Regions from separate parts of the Canis lupus genome. Here region 2 is linked to region 1. Evidence: chromatin contacts called from public Hi-C data. All regions are on one chromosome and are shown on one strand. The core of a region is the stretch at or near the end of the contact, and the rest is flanking DNA. Distances in the headings are between cores, read along the strand shown.

Evidence for each region. A called contact is a pair of places that touch in the nucleus more often than the background predicts.
Region 2: a contact with region 1 is called in a Hi-C map of blood, with 4 times the contacts expected there. The contact joins the enhancer-like site here to the promoter of RASA2 in region 1. A contact is called at or near these places in 6 of 9 Hi-C or Micro-C datasets (amygdala, blood, liver and 1 more).

What each region holds. Positions count from the first base shown.
Region 1 is chr23:37,885,892-37,891,212 of UU_Cfam_GSD_1.0, forward strand. RASA2 (ras GTPase-activating protein 2) reads left to right here and starts at 4,025. Exons shown (of 28, transcript XM_038571086.1): 1 at 4,025-4,142.
Region 2 is chr23:37,989,267-37,995,408 of UU_Cfam_GSD_1.0, forward strand. It overlaps RASA2 (ras GTPase-activating protein 2), which reads left to right. Exons shown (of 28, transcript XM_038571086.1): 10 at 2,348-2,431; 11 at 4,988-5,060. Among named protein-coding and RNA genes, the nearest start is that of RASA2, 100 kb to the left of the region's middle. Within about 2 kb of position 1,950, at least 4 of the 20 cell types and tissues checked have an H3K27ac peak or open chromatin away from gene starts, as enhancers often do. A contact at or near this core is called in blood, where this site is marked.

The DNA.
Region 1 (5,321 bases), core at 2,775-5,274:
TTTTCTAACTTACTTGATTATAAGAAACAGTATATAATACCTAAATATGCAACATATGTATTAATTGACTATTTCTGTTGTTGGTAGGCTTCTGGTCAACAGTAGGCTTTTGGTGGCTAAGTCTCTGGGGAATCAAAAGTTATACACAGATTTTTGACTGGGGCGGGGGAGGCCAGCACCCCAGTCCCCACATTGCTCAAGGGTCAACTGCATAGGCCTCCATCTGAACACTTGCCCTCGACCCTGTAAAAGTTTGGGAGGCCTGTCACTACTCCCTAGGGCATCTGGCTTTTCATCACACTATGTCTGAATATCAGTTCCTGGCGGTAGTGAGATGTCCATTCCCACCCCCACTCCACCCCCACCCACAGGCATGACCATGTCTCAGTGTGTTGTTCCAAAGCCCCTTCTAAAGCTTCTTCCTTGAGATGGTTTATGAGACACCGTCAGACTCCGGCTTGCCTTTGCCTCAGTCCCACCACAGCTCTCTGGCAAAATATTTTTTTCAATTCCACCTCTGCTCTCGGACAGCAAGCTCCTCCAGGCAGAGTCCAGAACTTACTTATTTAGCTCTGCTTCCAGCATCAGCACAGCAGTCCCAAACATGAGTCATCTTCTGAGAGTAGTGATGCTCCGTTCCAGGGTGACAAACTATCACACTGTGTCTGGGAAGGAGGGTTTTCCCAAGATGTGGGACTTTCGGTGCTTAAATCCAGGGCAGTCTTGGGGAAACGGGGAGGACTGATCACCCTAATGGGGAAGAGGTTCTTCAGAATGGGAGGGGGCATCGGCAGCCACAACAGAAATAAAACTAAGTGGCCAATTTTAGTTTGAAACAACTAAAGGGACTGTCAGCTTTCTCCCACCTCCTCCTGAGCAGTGAAGAAACATCTAGGCCACACAGGAAAGTGGCTAGACTGTGCAAGTCTGGGCTGAGAGAATGGAAAGGACAATCATGGGGGCCAGTTTCCAGAGTCCTACTAAAAGGCCTTAATTATTTCACAGAAACTCCCTCTACTCTCATTTCTCCCAAGAACCTCCTGGGGAGCTTAGCTGACCCTGCAAGCTTGCAGCTGCCCACACGAGGCATTTGCCCTAGGAAGTGTTTACAGAGTCCACCTTGAGAATAAGTGATGGCCTATCCCAGTCTTCCTCACCACCGCCCATCCGTCCTGCTAAGTGTGTCCAGCTCTGGGTTTTCCCGCTGAGTCCTTTTCTATTTTGATGATGAAAGCACTTGAATTTCTTTGAGAAGTCACCTCTCACTCCCTCTTCCTTCAGCCCCACCTTCAGACACTATGGATCAGGTTGGGGTGTGGGTGGATGGGAAACACATGGCCTGGTTCTGGTAGCCTGTGTTTCTACATCTCAGCACCAGAACAAGGAAACTGAGCCGGACCTTCTCCACTGCCATGGACAGAACTGCTGGTCTTAAGCAGAGCCGGATGTAAGGGCTTAAGAAAAATGATATCTTTCCCCTCTCTCTCCTCCTATCTCTTCCTTTTCCCTCTTCTCCACTTTCTTCTCTACTGGCTTCCCTCTCAGTCTGGTTCTCTCCAATTGATGGCAAAGATGCCTGTGCTGAATGGAGTAAAGTCCCCACTCCCTGCCACATCTTCAGAGAAGAGAAGCACTCCTAGCAATCACCTCCTCCAAACACCAGAGTCTGAACTCAAACCCAGAGCATCCAACGTCATCGCTGACACTCACACTCTCTACTCATGTAGGTTATACACCTCCTCCCAGGACGTGCCGAGGAAAAGTCAATCAAAATGACCACAAAACACATTACGTTCAGCTAAAATCAACTGAGCCAGGCACCGTGCCCAATGCTTGCTTCTGAACAAGAACCTTGCAAGAAGGTATTGTTTTTACGGTGTGAAAGAGGCAGAAAGGCCCAAAGCCAAGGACCTCACTCTGCAGAGTGGTGAGAATCTACATAGGAAATGAGAACCCAGTTTCCTGTCACATCCTCCAGCTTGGATATTGACTGGCTGCCACCCCGACTCTACCCCTGCCCGTTTCCCTGCCCCCCCTCACTCGTGCTGCTCAAGGAACACTGAGCCTCCACTCCTCACTTTTATTTGATCATTCATCGACTTTTACAGATGAATGCAAACACATTAGAAGAGGTGAGCCCAGCTGCAGGGACATTTATAAAGACCTTTCTAGGCCAATTTCCAGGAACTCTCTCGGTTAACAGAAGTGACTGCACCATATGTGATAAAAGGGGAAAGCAGGCTAATGCATTCATGTGAATGTGTTTAAAGAGCTAGTACATATATATGGTAAAAGAACATTTTTTTTTCAAATACAACGAAAAGGTAGACAGAGAAAAATAAGTTTCCCTCTCATTCGGCCCCTAGGTCTCTCCCTGGAAGCATGCACTATTCCCCAACTTGGGGAGTCCTCCACAGACATCGTATGCATACCCGAGCATATATGTATATTTTCTATATTAGCTCTCTATGTAGGATATGAACTTATATAAATTTATTTCCTTTTTTTTTTTTTTTTACACAAATGAGAACACAGTAAGTACACATAGTGTTTAATACTTTATTTAATTTAACAATATATCATGGAGAACCTTCCGGGTGGGGAAGGGGCACGTGGATCCATCAGTCTCATTCTTTTAATGCCTACATAGCACTCCCTTGTAGGAGTTTGTTAAACGTTTGTTTCCAGTCTTTTCTTTATTCATGCATTTTAGACCATTTTTACAACAAAGATGGAATCAAACAGGGAAAGAGTTTCCTGCTTAACTCTCACCCAGAAACGCCAATAAACAGAAGCCCCACTCCGTTCTGAAGTTCCTGGTAGTTTGGATGAATGTGATTCAAATCCTGAGCTCTTGAGCAAAAGTCTTCAGACTCATTTTGCTCTGTATTAAATGCAAGCTGAACAGAAGTGCTCCTGTCTGCAGGGTCCCCTGTTGTTTAGACAAAAATGGGATGTAGGGAGGAAACGAGAAGAACCTAAGATGGACGGATGGGAAAGTTGGACCGGGAAGCACCTCCCCTCATCTCCAGGCCCCCTTCATGCCACCTTTATTCCTTCTCTCTGTGCTCCCAGCCTTTCTCTGCCTCTCCCTAGCTGCAGCACAAGACGTTGGCCAGCTGACAGGACCTCACAGGCAGTGTCCATCAGACAGAGACGGCCATCCCTGGGTGCTAATTGCCAGTTTCTGGAAAAGGATGTCTGATTCCTGCCTCCCTCCCCCCTCTACTGAAGACACTGGTTCCCCTTGGTCGGTTTAGTCCGGATCCAATTAGCTCTGGTTAAAGGGACTGAGCCCCCTTAGGAGACTGCAGAAGCCTAATCCTGAGGGCAAACCCAACATTCAGAGAAGGCGGGGTGGGCTGGGAGAGGCCCTCAAGTGCCCACCACGAGGTCCTGAGGGAGGAGGTCAATAGCTGCATCAGCAGGAGGCCTTGACACCTGCTATGTGGCTTCCAGCCTTGCTGGGCAGCTTTCCTTCCCCAAATGTCCCACACAGATGTACCTGGACAGTTGTTAAAAGGCCCGCCTGGCTTAGGGGTGGGCTCAGGCCTTGTCTCATGACAGCATTTCCCCCATATCTTTGGGTGGGATGGCGTGGGACAACGCAAAGTGTGTGATTTGAGTAGGTATTTGTAAAGGAGACCTCACCTCCCACCCCCCGACACATACTACACATTAAAAAGTGTACTTGTTTTGACAGCGTTTTCACCTCCCTTCGCCAATTTGCAAAAGTGTTCTTAAGAAACTTTCTAAACTTGTTTATGCCCAACTTGTCTTTGAATGCATTCTTTTTGAAAACATATTTGTTAAAAAAAAAAAAGAAGAAAACATGTTTATAAGTGCAAAGTGGATAATGTAAACAAGCTGTCAGCATTTGAGAGAAAGCTGGGGGACCCCCGGGCAGGATCTATGCCTAAATTGCCACCTGCTGTAACCTCCACAGCCCTTGTAACAGCTTTAGCCTGAAAGCCCAGCCTGCCCTGCCCTCGCTAGGCCTCAGCCCTGCGCCTTCTCTCTTAAGGAGACCGAACCAGACGCGCAGGAGGGGCCTCCACCTCTGTGCCGACCGGAGGGAAGCTCTTGCCAGCAGAGGTCACTGACGCGCCGGCTTGGGGTTCGGCAGCCGCCGAGGCCGCAGGGTAGGTCCCCGCCCTCCCCGATTCTTGCTCCTTCCTGTCCATTCATTTGCTCCCTGCTTGGCATATTGAAGGAAATAACCCCAGTGGCGCGTTAGCAAGGTGCGTGCATGCCGTGGACACTTTTTCTCACTGCTACCTACCCCTTTTTTTTTTTTTTTTAAGATTTTATTTATTTATTCATGAGAGACATAGAGAGAGAGGCAGAGACACAGGCAGAGGGAGAAGCAGGCTCCATGCAGGGAGCCCGACGTGGGACTAGATCCCGGGTTCCCAGGATCAGGGCCTGGGCTGCAGGCGGCGCTAAACCGCTGAGCCCCCCGGGCTGCCCTACCTACCCTTTCATAGCCCAAATCTGAGTCTTTAGTTTAACATTAAGGTAATCCTCGGAATAAGACAGGCAGTAACATGTGACACAGAGCAGCAGGGTCCCCTCCAACCTTGGATGGCATCTGACCAGGTGCAGCCCGATCCGGAAGCTAGTTATAGCTGCTTCTTGCCTGGATTCCTGGGACCAGGAATCACCCCACCACACACACACACACACACACACACACACACACACACACAGACATGAGCCTGAAGGTAACACGGACAGAGACCCCTATGATGCAGGGATGGGCGCTGTGTATGGCGTGGGGCGGTACAAGCCAGTGAGAAGGGCAAGGGCGAGGGTCCTGTGGCCGCCTGCAAAGAATGAGAGGCATTGAGCAGCCACCTGTGAGCCCAGGGCTCCCCGTGGACAGCAGCTGCATACATGGGACCAGTTTGCCAGCATTCTGTAGTGGCAAGAGATGCTACGAGGGGTCATGCGTCCATTAAGAGGGGAGGGGAGGGGACGCCTGGGTGGCTCAGCGGTTGAGCATCTGCCTTTGGCTCAGGTCGTGATCCTGAGGTCCCGGGATCGAGTCCCTGCATAGGGCTCCCCACGGGGAGCCTGCTTCTCCCTCCACCTGTGTCTCTGCCTTTCTCTCTGTCTCTCATGAATAAATAAATAAAATCTTTAAAAAAAAAAAAAAAGAATGCAGGGGGAAGAAACTGCATCTGTAGGATGGGGCAGAGAGTAGTAGGGCACCTAAAAACCACTGAATTGCAATAGGACAGCGCCCACCGATACTGGGGGGTGAGGGGGCGGGGGCTGAGGTGCTCCCGGCGTCAGAGGCCAAGGGAGACGCCAGCTTC
Region 2 (6,142 bases), core at 700-3,199, 100 kb after region 1:
TCCCTCTGCTCTTTTTTTTTTTTTTTTTTTAAGATTTTATTTCTTTGAGAGAGAGAGTGACTGAGAGAGCAGGAGGTGGGGGAGGGGCAGAGGGAGAAGGAGAAGCAGGGAGCCTGATGTGGGCTTGATCCCAAGACCCTGGGATCAAAACTTGAGCGAAAGTCCCTCTGCTCGATTCAAATGATTCTTTCCTTAGCCTCAGCTTCCTTACATGTATATGCTTATCAACACTGAGCTAACGACTCCAGGGGGATTCTTGTAACTCTCTGGAGATTTCTTTCTGTACAGGTTTCTTTTCTCTGGTACTCTGCCTTGGAAATTCCAGTTACTTCGGTCTTCCCCAACTGTCAACTCTCCCTCTTCTCAGAGAGACCCCATACCAGTAAGCTGGGACAATTGGGAGCTCACTTCATTTCTTCTCCCCTCAAAGTTCACTATCCTGCACTGCCAATTTTGTAAATTTTTTTTTAGTTATTTCAGGTAGGGAGATAATTCTGTTACTTGGTACTCCATCTTGGGTGTATGTAGACATTAACACTTGTCTTCTAGTTTAAAAAAAAATGCTCAAGGTACTTTAAACAATTTTGGATTAAATTTATTTTCCTTTGCAATTTCTAAAAAATATATTAATATCAAATGTATTTAAACAAAATGTAAGATAATTTAGTATATAGTATACTAAGCTCATTTTCAGCATTTGTTTTTTGCTTATCCATGGTTTATGATATGAAATTGTTTGACTTATTGATTAGAAGAATAGTTGTATTCTAGGCAATTAGAAAAATATTTCATAATATGTAGCAAATAAAATAATTTGTATTTAATATTGTTAGAAAACAATTTTTAAAATATCTTATATTTAAAAATTAAGACTACTTCTGATGATTTTTATAGATTTATGCTCTTATGGGCATCATTGTTTTGCTTTGTGGAGTATTCTTATAGAAGTTTTTGTATAATGAACTGCTTTTTTCTCAGGTTTTTTTTTTTTAATTTCATAAAATTATAATGACCTATAATTAAGATTTCTCATAATTAGTATTTAAATGAGATAAATTTGGTATTACAAGGAGAGTAATAAATTTAGGTACAGTAGGGAATGTAGAAAGACACTCAACTTTAGAAACAGTTAAAGTAGAAGTTGAGTCTTGGCCCACTTTGTACAAGTTGTATTACTTCTTTAGCTTTATTTTGTTACATTCTCACAATCTTTTGGAGCCTTATTTTCTTCTTTAAGGTATTTTTTCTCAAAGACAGTTGTGGGAATTAGATACATTTTGTGAGAATAATGGTAAACTACAAATGATATATAAAAAGCAGGCATCATTATGAGATTTAGCCTGAGGATTTTAAGTTTTGAATAGTATGTAATTGGAAACTTTGTACCTAATCCTAATATTGATAACCAGAATTATTATCTTGGTCTGTGCTTTCTTTAGTTTCAGACATTTTTAGAATTTGATTTTTGATACCCAGTGTAATAGAAATGAGTCATATTATCATTTCTTTCTTTATTTTGCAGCACACCATATGCACTTCACCCACATATACGATGTGGATTGTAGAGAGAAATAGGATGTTGCTCAATAGCCCACATCTCTTAACAAAGAATACTTTTCAGCATTTCTCATGAGATTCTCTTAGACATTAGGAAGTGCAAACCCTTAGATTTAAACTAAATTCATGAACTCAATAATATTTAGTGAGAAAATTTGAGAAGCAGACCATTAAGTTAGATTCTATATCCTCTGTAAATACCAGTGACTTTACCCTTAAAGCAGATTAGAAGACCTTTGTTTTTAAGTTCTGAAACATTTTCTGCAGGATAATACAGGAGTTGTTACTGAGAATCAGAATAAAAGGCTACAGAATTGTGGGAGGCTTGCCCTCTATTTATGAATCAGATTTTAAGTGGAAACCACAGTCGTTTCCTTGTTTCTCATTCATGCTTTAGCAGAGGATGTGATGCCATAGATCTGGCTTGGTTTGTAGTTTCTCCTTTAAGGTTCACACCACATTCTTTTCCTGTTTAGAAGCCACAGCAGTTTTAATATATTACCAAACCACAGAATGTACCTTGCTAGATGTTTAGTGGGGGGATGTGTGCTACATATTGTTTGGTAGTCTCCGTATTCATTGTGGCAGTGTAGTCTAATTAGGTCCTATTTCAGAAATTTAGCATAAGTAAATAAGTGCACAATATAGATAAATGTATTTGGGGTACATTGTATATAAGCATATATCTGCAGACTTGTGGAAAACAGTTTTAACCCTTTGTTAATTTGTATTTGAAATAATGCTTTATGTTGTTTAACTTGAATATTTGTTAATTTTCTTTTATTCTTAGCATCATCGCATGCCATGGGTTGCCTCTCATAAATGGACAAAGCTGTGACCCTTATGCAACAGTTTCTGTAGTGGGCCCTTCTAGGTAATGTTTTTTTTTTTTTTTTTTTAAGTTTTTATTTAAATTCCAGTTAGTTAACATACCCTGTAATATTAGTTTCAGGTGTACAATATCATGATTCAACACTTCATACAATACCCTGTGCTTATCACAATTGTACTCCTTAATCCCCATCACCTATTTCACCCATCCCCCCCACCCACATTTCCTCCTGGTAAACATCAGTTCTCTATAGTTAAGAGTCAGTGTTTCTTGGTTTGCCTCTCTTTTTTTTTTCTCTATGCTCACTTGTTTTGTTTCTTAAATTACACCTATGTCAAAATCACATGGTATTTGTCTTTCTCTGACCGACTTATTTCACTTAGCATAATACTCTCTAGCTCCATTCATATCCTTGGTAGGTAATGTTTATTGAATTATTATTGAATTTTTTTAACCTCTAAACAATGTCAAATATGCCTTTATTTTCCATAAGTACACTAATTTTAACCCAGAAATGTAAGCATCTCTGGATCTGAAGACTCAATATGTATATGGGTTTAACAAATGATTTCCTTCTTTGACAGTAGATGCTTCGTTACATTGAAATGATCAGTGGTTGGTTTCTATTTGTAACTTGGAGTTCAGAATTCAGAGAGAGCAATTATTAGATTTTTTTCAGTTTTGAAATATGACTTAAGAATTACAAAATTAGGGCAGCCCCGGTGGCGCAGCGGTTTAGCGCCGCCTGCAGCCCGGGGTGTGATCCTGGAGACCCTGGATCGAGTCCCACATCAGGCTCTCTGTATGATGCCTGCTTCTCCCTCTGCCTGTGTCTCTGCCTCTCGCGCGCTCTCTCTGAATAAATAAATCTTTAAAAAAAAAAAAAGAATTACAAAATTAAAGCTCTAAGAATAAATGTTTAATAGCTATTTATGACACAAAGTAATGCATGCTTTGAAAGAAAGATCGTTAGTGAGTTCTGTTATATGCTTGCAAACAACCAAGTCCTGTTTTTATAGAAAGAAAGTGGACTCTGTTGGACTCTTAGACTATGAGGAGTAACTTTTCAAATCTGCTGGACTCTTAGACTGTGAGGAGCAACATTAGTTTTATAGTAATTAAAATGTACTTTAAAACATAAACTTGACCTTCTTCATTCATTATCGACCTTCCTGCCTTCAAATGTCTTAGATTTTATGCAGGTAAAATCCTGTTTTAAGAAATGCTAGCCCAGAATAGCAAGGCAGTTTCCATATTTTTATCTGGAAAGCAGCTCAGAACTAAAAATGCCTTTTCTACTCATGGCATCTGTGCTCTACAGAGAGAATTCCAAGCTGTAGACAGACTGCTGAAGTACCAGAACATGGTAAAGTGCACCATATCATTGATTTAAATTATTTATGATAATTAATGGAAAAACCTATAGCAATTTGTATATTTTGTATTATTTAACTTCATTATGATTTCTTTCAGAGCCTGACTAGTCTGAAATTTGCCTACAACTTGAAGGTTTAAAATCAGGAAACAAAGAGCAAAATATTCCCTCCACACCAAACACATACATACATACACAGACATATGCCCCTTCTCCCCAACTTCAGGCTCTCTAGGTATTCTTTTTATTTATTATTTTTATTAGTTTTTCTTAATTCCAGTATAGTCAGTATACAGTGTTATATTAGTTTCAGGTGTACAGTATAGGTATTTTTATTTTATAGAAAATCACCAGTAAGTCACTTTTAAAAAAAATGTATTTGTATATATGTATATAAAGTACCTAGCACCATGTAGGACTTATTGTGTGCTCAAACAGTATTGTGCTGTTATTACTGTGGATGGTTTTAAATTTGAAAGCAGATACTTAATCCATTAAGATTCATGCAGTCAGAGGGATTTAGTTTAGTATGTTAAAAATCCTGTAGTTTTGTATGTTAAAAATCCTGTTTAACCTAGTGGAGCTGTTTTTTGTTTTGTTTATAATCTGTAGCTAAAGACAAATTCTTTAGTGTAATCATTTAGTAACATACAAACAAACTGTTTGGCATATGAATTGGTTATTAGGAGTCATTAATAGAATTGATAGTGTGCTATCATCACATTAGATGTTAAAATTGGGAAAGGCTAGGGAAAGACTTCATGGGACTTCTTTGCAACCTTCTTTAATTATTTCAAATAAAAAGTTTTTTTAAAAGGCCATATTGTACCTGAAGCCCAAGAAATAAATTTAGTTAAGAATGCTTTTCGTGTTCCTCAGGTTCCTCAGGTATTTTTCAGCATAGATAAAGGTACTCTGAATCTCATTGTCTTCCTTTTACCATTCTGAGTTGCTTATATAAAATAAGCTTGACAATCAATCTAGTTTAAATCTAGTCATATATAGAAAATAGAATCTTGTCATATATCACATATACAAACTTGTATTTTCTTTGATCTTTAGAGACACCTCAAAATTCTTTCCTAAGTAATATTAAAAACTATAGTTTTTCCTAAGTCATCTTAACAGCTAAAGGGAGATCAGGCTCCCTGCTCGGAAATAGCATGTTTTATAATTGTGTACTATTAAGTTCTACAAGGTAAAACTCTACCACATTGGAACAGGAATGACCAAAAGAAGACAAAAGTAAAGAAGAAAACAAGCAATCCGCAGTTTAATGAAATCTTTTATTTTGAGGTAACTTTTTGTTTTATATAAATGTTGACATTGAATATTTAATATTGAATGCTGGTTTATTTCTTTTTTTGAACTACAGTCATAGTAATCATTTAATCAACTAATGCAACACTAAGCATTTCTATTCCAAGTGCAGTAGAACCATGATGTAAATATGGTGGAGGCCCATATATAAAACAAACAATGGCAGAGCTATGACTGATTTGGGGATGGGGAGGACCAGGGCCACACATACTCCTTAGTCATCCCTAATATCACATCCTGTCACACACCCTTCCACCTTATCCAGCCCCCCACCTGACACACAGTGGCCACCAAACTCTTGTATGGTACTATTTGAAAATCACTAGTAAAGTAAGTATGATATCACTTGGTTGCAGTTCTAGTTCAGTTGATGTGGAATAAATCACTAAATGTGAGGTTCAGGTTTATCTTGTGAAAGGATAATTTTGTAAGAAAAAACACTGCCCTACCTGACAGTTTTTAGGAGGCCCACATGTGAGAATGCTTTGAGACCATAAAATGCTATATGATTAAGGCCTCATTATTAAGTTCTTTTTAGCTAATTCCCTCTATAGACATATGCTTATTTGCATAGAGATCTTCAGCTGCCTTGAAGTTGCCCCAAAATACAGTGCTTTGGAGTTCTTTACTGTGGAGCATCTGTTAAAGAAATCCTTTTTCATATTATTTGAAAACTACTAGAAAAAAAAAAAAGTCAACCTCTGATTTCTAAGATTGTTTTCTAACCGTAGAACATGTTTCAAGTAAGATTGACAGGGAAGATTTGAAGAAAGGTTACATTGTGTGCTTTTTCCTTTTTTGTGTGTATTTTTCTTGATAATTTCAAAGTGGAGAGAGAGAGAGCACATCTAACCATGCCTGATTACAACTACTTTATTAAAAAAAAAAACATAGGTTGAAGAAAATGCCAAATTAAAGTAGGAAGAATTGTGGGGGTAGAGGCAAGGGAGAAAGAAAAACAAAAGAAAAGGAACCAGTGTGAGACTTTTCCATTTCCTGGCTAAAGACTTTAGTTGTTTTACATTTATCAATGGCTGTTACATCTAGCCTGCAGAAAA